Linked DNA regions of Mus musculus: region 2 is linked to region 1. Evidence: chromatin contacts called from public promoter capture Hi-C data. All regions are on one chromosome and are shown on one strand. Each heading gives the region's core, a stretch centred on a gene start, on an enhancer-like site or on the middle of the called end of the contact. The rest is flanking DNA. Distances are from core to core; before and after follow the strand shown.

The links. Promoter capture Hi-C pulls out the DNA fragments that hold promoters and counts their contacts.
Region 2: a contact with region 1 is called in a promoter capture Hi-C map of pre-B cells. The contact joins the promoter of F9 here to the promoter of Arhgef6 in region 1.

What each region holds. Positions count from the first base shown.
Region 1 is chrX:57,335,769-57,340,815 of GRCm38.p6, forward strand. Arhgef6 (Rac/Cdc42 guanine nucleotide exchange factor (GEF) 6) reads right to left here and starts at 2,961. Exons shown (of 22, transcript NM_152801.2): 1 at 2,570-2,961; 2 at 1,184-1,267. The coding sequence starts at 2,806.
Region 2 is chrX:59,996,506-60,001,552 of GRCm38.p6, forward strand. It overlaps F9 (coagulation factor IX), which reads left to right and starts at 2,959. Exons shown (of 8, transcript NM_007979.2): 1 at 2,959-3,046. The coding sequence starts at 2,959.

The DNA.
Region 1 (5,047 bases), core at 1,711-4,210:
TCTCCCTCTGATCTGCTTAAGTACAGCTGTGACCTAAAGGCCAGCCAGGTTCTTATAGTGTTTCAAGGCCTCCCTTTGTTCGGAAGTGTTAATGGGCTTTAAAAGGCCATTTCTTTTTCTGTTTCTTTTATTGTTGTTGTTGTTGTTACAGCATTTCTCCCTTTCCTGTTCTTGCTCCAAATGTTCCTGCGTACCCCTTTCCACTCTCCTTCAAATTTATGGCCTCAGGCTGGCAAGATGACTCAACAGGTAAGATCACTGATCGCTCTTCCAAAGGTCCTGAGTTCAAATCCCAGCAACCACATGGTGACTCACAACCATCCGTAAAGAGATCTGCCGCCCTCTTCTGGTGTACTTACATATAATAAATAAATCTTTGAGCTGGAGTGAGCGGGGCTGACCAGAGCAAGCAGAGCTCCTAAATTCAATTCCCAACAACCACATGAAGGCCCACAACCATCTGTATACAGCTACAGTGTACTCATATACATAAAATAAATAAATAAATGTTTAAAAATTATGGCCTCTTTTCCCATTAATTGCTACCACATTGTATATGTATAAACATGTACATATATGTTCCTAAATACAATCTGCTCAGTCCATATAATGTTACTTGTATGTATATTTTCAAGGTTGCTCATTTGGGCCATTTCTTTTTGGAAGATTAATTTTACTGCTGTTGCCAGTGACTCTCTGGCTGGCATTACCTCCATTAAGAAGGAAGCACATCCACACAAAGCTTGATCTCCTAGAAAGAAGCTGCATTTAAAAGTCATCAATTTTGCATTTTGTTGTTTTGTTATTTTCTTTTTGCTCTCTGTCTGTCTCTGTCTCAGTCTCTCTCTGAAAAAGACTTTCATGTAGCCTAGACTGGCCCAAAATTTAAATGTATAACCAAGGATGACCTTGACCCTCTGACTTCCATGTCTCCATCACCTTACTATTGCAGAGTATAGGTGTGTACCACCATTTCCAGTCAATAGTTTTGCTTTGTTTAGTATTAGGTTCTGAAAGACACTACTGGGCATCATCAATCTCCACTGGAGATTCTCTAAAGGGTTCTCTACCTCTATTTACTCTGTGGCTACTGGCAGCGAAAATCAATCCTTACATTTGCGGACTTTTTAATTAAGAGAGCAGAAAATAATGGCAACATCAAAGGCAAGACAAGTAAGCTTACTTCCACTTGAAGAGTTGCACATCCTTTCAGGAAGTCATTGATGTTGTCGATGCAGTCGGCCTCAGTTTGGGGTTCCAGACAATACTAAGGAAAGAGTCAAATGTCACTTGGAGATTGCTAAGCCATGACAAACCATCATCATATTCTTTTGCTGATAACTAGACACAGTTGGCTTTGGAAGGCAGAGGGCAGCCCTGCTCTCCATCCAGGAAGAGAAGTAACCACTGAAGGAAGTGATGCAAATGCCTGAACGGTTGCTTTTTGTTTCAGAGGTCTCCAAGCCACTTCTACTTAAGGTTTTCTCATACCTTCTACTCGACTGTGGTGCTAGCAAATCGGAGAAACTAAGAGACACGGACACACGGACGGACACACACACACACATTGATGCAGTCGGCCTCAGTTTGAGGTGTGTGTGTGTGTGTGTGTGTGTGTGTGTTTGTGTGTCTGCGTATGTATATATAAATATATATCGTTTAGTCCTGCTTTTGCCTGAGGTTACTTTGATCACCTCCCTCTACTCCTCATGATAATTTGTTCATATTTCACTATGTCTAAGCATCACATTTTTTATTATGTCTCTCTGTATCTTATCAGTTTAATCACCATTTCTCACATTTGAAAAATTATAAGTAAATCTACTTGTTCCATAAACATAGAACTGATTCCAAAAGGCAAAAGACCCTTATTTAAGTTATGTGCACAATGACCTTAAGAAAAGAATCATAAGTACTCTATCTTTAATGACACAAAAGCACCTACTTTAGAAACTGTCCACTGTCATAACATGGGCTTCTAACCTCAAAACTCTTGAAGTTTTTTTAAAGCAAGGTTTAGTTTCACTTTGAATGCCCATTGCCTTCAATGCATAGAGTTGGTTTCTCTTTGGTTTTGGGGGAGTTTTAAGTAACATTGACACTTGTGAATAGACTTTTCTTCAATGAATCTTAAAACAAACAAACAAACAAGGAAGTCTCCATCATTTTTTTTAGGCAAACTTTCAAACACCAGAAAGATCTACAACAAAATTATTCCATTATCCCACAGACTCATGCTCAAAACATGTCTAAAGTGCACAGGGGAAGTTTAATGTGCATTTCCACAACCACAGCAAACTTGTACACAATAAGGTTGTCCTCCTATCCCTGATTGGCAGTCCTGTAGCCCAGCTTTAGTAAGGTAACATCAGGGGGTCAATTACTGAAGGATAATATTTCGTTTTCTGACTTTTTCAAAGTACAAGGACAGTAAATAAAAACGCCTAACTTTTAGAAAGATATTGAAGAAGGGGATTCCCATGACCCCGCAATAGAAAAATCTCAAGAATGATATTATTGCTGCTCTGTGGTGGAAAGTAATCCCAAAGACACAGCAAAATGACCTTACCTTCTCCACCGAGCCAGGCAGAAGTCTGTTTATGAGTTTGCACAACACTACCCCATTTTTCAGCGAGGACTTCAAGAACTCCTCTGGATCACAGACAGTCTTTTTGGGAGACTCTAGAACTCCCAAAGATATAAGCCATGTCACAAGGCGTTCTTCTGGATTCATGACTGAGGCTCTCGGACGCTCTGAACAGCTCTCGGGGCAGCTGTGAAGACTAAGCCACATCCGTGATTGCATCTGCTGCTGTCTTCCTTTTATGAGCGCTCTTCTGGTGCTTGCGGGGCAAAGGTTTAAGGCAACTTTTCTCTGACAACAGAGGAACGTGGGATTTCTAAACCACAGAGATCATACCTAAAGATATGGAAAGGAATGATAAGGAATGGACAAACTCCTGAGAGAACATCACTGGTTCTTTTTCGAAACTTGCAAAACAAACTCATTAGGTTTTTCTTTGGGGGGGTGGGGTGGGGGGAGGAACACGTACAACAGTGCAAGAAGCTGTAAGGAAAGGAAGTGAGGAGGATGCTGGGGAGGCAGAAAAGTCAGCAAGTGCTCGTGGAAACCGGAGTGAGCCAGCACTTTACAGAGCCTTGGAAATGAGACACGCATGGGGCAGACTGGGAAAACACTGTCAATACAGTCTAGTCTCAGTGAAAAATCTGGCTTCTGTCAGGAGGAGGATGCCAACTGGCTCTTAGGTCAGACAGATCTGAGCCTCGTGGGGAGCTGTGCTGGTAAAAGAGAGCTCAAACAAAGACTTAGGTGGACTGAAAAAATTCCTCCCAGAAATGGCCGGATGTCCTCAGACAATCTCACAGTGACAGTGTGTGTCACGATCATGCCTTCTTTACAAAACATGTGGAGCCGCATGGTGACAAACTTGCCAAGCAAAGGAAGATTGTCCCTGCTGTCAGCCATCGCTGCATTTAAGCAGAAGCTGGAAGAATGGCATTTTACGTTGTAGCCAAAAAAGCTATGTTTAGGGAAATAGGCTAAGGATAACATCTGACATCCTGTTTACTTGCATTCTTTAGCAATTCTTTTTCTGGACCTGGTTCCACTCCACAGTCCAGCTGCAGCACCCTTAGCAAAGGCTTAGACACAGTCACAGAAAATGAGGGAAATATGTTTGGAGACAGAGCACTTGAGAACAAAAGAGCACTTGTCTTCTCTGTCTACACTACAGACTGAAAGATTCACTTCTTGTCATCAACAAACACGATGCATTTAAAATAGTGATCTGCAAACCAGCCTCGCTCATGAATCCAGAGAGGTTTGTTATTGTCAAACACTTTTAGTACCAGGTAAAATAGTCATACTATAGAGAAATTTATGATAAGGCAGAGTTTAATTGTATAGCTCAATGTTGGCAAATGCAGGCCGTCAGCACCTCTCCACATGTATGTGAGGCATCCAGTTAATTATAGCTGTTTCCCGCTAAGTCTCACAATCCTGTTCTTGTTGTTCTCTGTCTCCCTGCTTTTTTTGATGGTGATAGTGATAGGGATAGTTTCTTGTAGCTGAGGCTGACTTTGAACTCCTGATTCTTCTGCCTCCTCCTCCCAGATGCGAGGATTAGAGGCATGCAAAATCAAATCCAGTTTACGGGGTGTTTGGGGTTGATCCTAGGATGTTGTACACACTAGACAGGCACTCTACCAACTGAGCTATAGCCCCAGGCCAATTGAATAATTTTAATATTTACAGGCTATTTCATTACAATCATGCACAGTCTAGATCAGTGGGTCTCAACCCCTTTGGATATTAGAGGACCTTTTTAGAAAGATCACATACCATATATTTCAGAAGTCATATGTTTGTATTATGATTCATAACAGTAGCAAAATTACACTAATGAAATAGTAACAAAATAATTTTATGGTGTATGTGGGATGGGGGTTCACTTCCCTAATCCAGGAGCTATCCCTAATTAATAACCACTCAGAAATGAAAACTTAATTTTCTCCAAGAGAATATCATGGACTATACAAACCACTCTTATTATAAGGACAGGCAGGCCCTGTTCCCAGCAGTAGCTAGGCAACTCAAAATGAACTCAATGGCAACTTTGGACGTTCTTTGTCTCATAATACTTTGTCAAGGTATGGTTTTGTTTTTACTTTATTCTTTTTTAAATCACATAGGTCCATAGGTCCTTTGTATTTATATTGTGGCTTCTGGCTCTGTGTTTTCCCGTGTGTGTGTGTGTGTGTGTGTGTGTGTGTGTGTATGTGTGTGTGTGTGTGTGTGTGTGTGTGTGTGTGTGTGTACAGGTGTCATTGCATCTATCTGTGTTGTTTGTGCTTTTTCTTTGGCTCTTTTTCTTCTGTTTGCTTGTTTTAATGCATTTTGACTTGTTTGTTTTTGTCTTATTTTATTATTACTAAGATGTCTGCATGTTTTCTAAGCAGACAGAAATGTTGTGGATCTGGATGGAAGGGGAGGGAGGGAGGTCCATGGGGGTGTTGGGGAGGGAAA
Region 2 (5,047 bases), core at 1,709-4,208, 2.7 Mb after region 1:
TTGCTGGTGGGATTGCAAGCTGGTACAACCACTCTAGAAATCAGTTTAGCAGTTCTTTAGAAAATTAGACATAGTACTACCAAGGGCCCAGCTATACCACTAGCATATACCTGGGCATATACTCAGAAAATGCTCCAATATGTAATGAGGACACATGTTCCACTATGTTCATAGCATCCTTATTTATAATAGCCAGAAGCTGGAAAGAACCCAGATGTCCCTCAACAGAGGAATGGATACAAGAAATGCGGGACATTTACACAATGGAATACTACTCAGCTATTAAAAACAATGAATTTATAGAATTCTTAGGCAAATGGATGGAACTAGAAAATATTATCCTAAGTGAGGTAACCCAATCACAAAAGAACACACATGGTATGCACTCACTGATAAATGGATATTAGCCCAGAAGGTTGGAATACCCAAGATACAATTCATAGACCACATGAAACTCAAGAAGGAAGACCAAAGTGTGGATACTTCAAGCCTTCTTAGAAGGGGGAACAAAATACCCATGGGAGGAATTACAAAGTGTGGAGGAGAAACTGAAGGAAAGACTACCCAGAGACTGCTCCACCTGGGGATCCATCCCATATACAGTTACCAAATTCAGACACTATTGTGGATGCCAACAAATGCATGCTGATAGGAGGCTGATATAGCTGTCTCCTGAGAGGCTCTGCCAGAGCCTGATAAATACAGAGGTGGAAGCTTGCAGCCAACCATTGGGCTGAGCACAGGGTCCCCAATGGTAGAACTAGAGAAAGGACTCAAGAAGCTGAAGGGGTTTGCAGCCCGATAGGAGGAACAACAATATGAACTAACCAGTATCTCCAGAGCTCCCAGGGACTAAATCACCAACCAAGGAGTACACATGGAGGGACCCATGGCTCCAGCCGCATATGTAGCAGAGGATAGCCTCATCAATGGGAGGAAAGGCCTTTGGTTCTGTGAAGGCACTATGCCCCAGTGTAGGGGAATGCCAGGACCAGGAAGTGTGAGTGGGTGGGTTGGTGAGCAGAGGTAGGCAGGAGGGGATAGGGGGTTTTCAGAGGGAAAACCAGGAAAGGGAATAACATTTGAAATGCAAATAAAGAAAGTATCTGCTTAAAAAAGAAAGGCCTGGGAGCACAAAAAATTATATAAAATAAGAAAAAAAAAGAGTTCTGGATGTATTTTACACTTACTTAAAAATAGTCAAGAAAATAAATTTGGTATTAGGTGTATTTTATCACAATTTTAAAATGTTATAGAAGAAATCATCACAGAAACATGTTCAACCAATTCTTGTTATATTTAATCCATCCTATACCCTTCTTTTCATGTCTAAAGAAAACAAGACAGTGTTGGAATACCAACCAGAATCTCGTCCTCTGCATAGACACGGTGCTTTGAATGACGTAAGCTTCCATAAGCTTCCTTGGGCATTTTGTGTTTCAGTATTGCATATATGTTTCCAGTAAAGACCTTTAGGAAGCAGTACCAGATTAAGTTAATAAAACTTGGGAGTCAGTAACAGTTTTAGAATAGAAGGATGGTACCTCTGAGTGATGGGTCACTGTTAACCCAACTCAGAAGAATCCTTCAGAAATGGAAAAAAATAAGTTTCAGAGTTGTGCCTACTTTTAAATCCTAGAGCAAAAATCTATGTGAACCCATAAAAAGTTGGGTAAATATGATTAACTAGTAGTTAGATGATATAACCCTAGAAGTAGGCTAAGTTCATCAACTAATAAGACACAAATTGTCTTTAATTCTAAGGGAATTGGAATTCTAATTCATAATTGGAGCAAAATTAGATACAAGCAAGGTATCTTTTTTTGCTTATCCCATTAGCAAGGACAAGAACATTGACAAAGACATGGGAAAATTAGCCATTTTATTTTCTCTATTCCATTTATTTTTCCATTTATTATTTATCAAAACACACATAGCAATAACAAAATACCGACAATAAATAATATCCATTAAGAGCTTTCAGAGTATTAAGACATCTTATTTATTAAGCTTCCAATGATGAAATATGTACAGTAGAGGTACTGTGTACTGTTCCCAATTACAGATAAGGAAACTGAGTTTTTTTTCAGGTTAAATTAATGGTGAATAATTTTAAAAATATGACAAGTCACAGGCTGATACATAGTTACTATTCTAAACATTATATATAAATATATATAAGAAATTAACATAATAGACCAAATAAAAGGATTCACTTGTTATCTTTAAACTCTATATTATTGCTCTGTGATGAAGATAAACTGAGTTCCCACAGATAAACTTACCTGGCAGCACAATTGTAGCTCTGCTCCAGTGGCAGCAGCTCATGAAACCAGAGTGCACTTTTTGTTTTGTTTTGTTTTGTTTTGTTTTGTTTTGTTTTGTTTTGTTTTGTTTTTTGTTTGTTTGTTTGTTTTGTTTTGTTGTTGTTGTTGTTTTGTTTGTTTGTTTTTCAAGACAGGGTTTATCTGTAAAGCCCTGGCTGTCCTGGAACTCACTTTGTAGACCAGGCTGGCCTCGAACTCAGAAATCTGCCTGCCTCTGCCTCCCGAGTGCTGGGATTAAAGGCGTGCGCCACCACCGGCCGGCCACTTTTTTTTATTATTAGATATTTTCTTTATTTACATTTCAAATGTTATCCCCTTTCCTGGTTTCCCCTCCAAAACCCCCCTATCTCTTTCCCCCTCTCCCTGCTCTCCAGCCCACCCACCCCTTCTTCCTGGTCCTGGCATTCCCCTACACTGGGGCATTTGAGCCCTCACAGAACCAAGAACCTCAGAGTGTACTTTAATAACAAGCCCTGACCATTCTCTTCACTTGATCCAAGAACCAACTGGAAATAGCCCAAAGATACACCGAGGGAGATGGACAACAATTTCCCAGAAGTAAGTCCCATTCAGCTTGCACTTTGGAACGATTGATTAGCCCTGACGCTTGCACAATCTCCTAACAAAGGTCATGAAGCACCTGAACACCGTCATGGCAGAATCCCCGGCTCTCATCACCATCTTCCTTTTAGGATATCTACTCAGTACCGAATGTGCAGGTTTGTTTCTTTTTCGATGCTATGCTTAATATGCTTCTCCTTTAAAAACAGAAATATTTAGAACTACCTTTATCAAGTAAAGCAAGATTTCATGATTTGGCAGCTATAGTTTCTATTGTAGCAGGAAGCACGTCAGCCAGGAACTCTGGCTCTGTGGTAACTTCAGTTTCAATATTTGAAAAAACGAACTACATTTACAGGGCTTGTGGTGCATTTTTATTTAATAGATACAGTTATTCTTATGATTTGACAATATAATTCCACTTAAAATTTATGTGTCCTTGGTTTTAAAAAAATGAAAATCGGAAAATGTCTTAACAAAGAAATTGCACAATAAGCAGGAAACATGTTATTTTAGGATTTTAGACTCATCACCTTGAAATAAAAAGGGGAAACATCAAAACCACAATGGTTAATTTGCATAAAAAGTCTTTCTTGAATCTACATGTGTTCCAGTGTTTTAGAACTAGATGGTAAGGCATAGTTATAATGTTTAAACATATATTTATAGTTTAATTTCTCAGCTAAAATTGAAAGATTACGCTTTTATTACTAAGTTGCTGTCTGTAATGAAAGCTTTTACATAGATGGAAATAAATCAGCTCATCTGTCATACATCTCAGAGCTGATGTTTAGAGAACCATAATACTCAGAGGCCTCCCTAGGGGACAAAAGTAAGTATACAAATGGCCAGAAAGAGGAGTAGCTTAATTCATGCAAAGTACAGCACATCAGGGTTTCGTTTGGTTTCGTTTTTTGCAACAACAGTGGCATTACTCCCCAGGGAAAGGCACACAGGAAGAACTTACTGGCTTTAGACAAACAGCCTGATTGCCCCAGATGCATTTATCACACTTACTAGTCAACCTACTAAAGTCAAGCAAGTGACAGTGCCAGGATCAGAGGTGCCAACCCTGAGCATCCCCAGAAAATCGGCTGGTCTCCTGGTTCCCACTCCAGACATGATGTCAACTGTGGAATCAGACTTAAAAGCTGAAATGATGATGTGAGAATGCAAAGGTTAAACTGCACTAGCAAAGTGGGTAGAGATGAAAAATACATGTTGGAAACTCATTACGTGGACCATAAAGGCAGGTCATTCAACCTAGTGCATCAGATTGACCTATGTGAGAACAAAAGATCCAAGCACTCTCTTATAAAGATCCAAGCACGTCTTAGTGGTGAGGGAATCTCAGATGTAAAATGATAGAAAAAAATCATGATTTCAGAGCTGTGGCAATAATGACTAAAGAGGTGTTAAATATATGATCCCCAGACAGTATTGAGGATAAAAAGAACAAGATTGTGAGTCAGTTTGGTCAGGGAACCAGGGAAATGGCCCTGGCTGGGGAGTGGGGCTAGGTATTCATAAAGCACACTCTTCTGTTAAACGGTCCTGGGCTTTAGAACAGAGAGGCCCCATGTTCATAACTACTGCCTTATTGTGACAAATTAGAATTGGGAAATCAAAATTAGTCTGTGAAATGAATTTGTGCTTACAATGTATGCAAATCAAAATTATCTTTAATGCATGTATTTGGATATTAGTCCATACTGTTGTGGTTCGTGGTACTGTGACAAGGTACTGTGGCAGAGATGAATGGGTTCAGAAAAAAAGACTTTAATGGGAAGGGATGAGGTGTGTACCACATGCTTAGGAAGTACAAAAGAAGGAACATAATGGATGTAAAATCTCCTGAAAGATACAGTGTTTGGAGCAAGATCTCAAGAAATGAATAGTTGCCCACTATCCTTAAATGTCTGACCTGGATGGTTCATTGGGCAAAACTGCTTTCCACCAAGCCTAACAACCTGAGTTTGATCCCGAGGGTCTATACAGTGAATAAGAGACTTGACTTCCAGGATTGTCATTTAATCCCCACATGTATGAGAACACTTACAATGCATGTATGCATAAATACAGATGGATGTATATACATGTATGTGTATATGTAAACACACACACATATTCTTAGGGTTTATGTAGTCATTTTAAACACC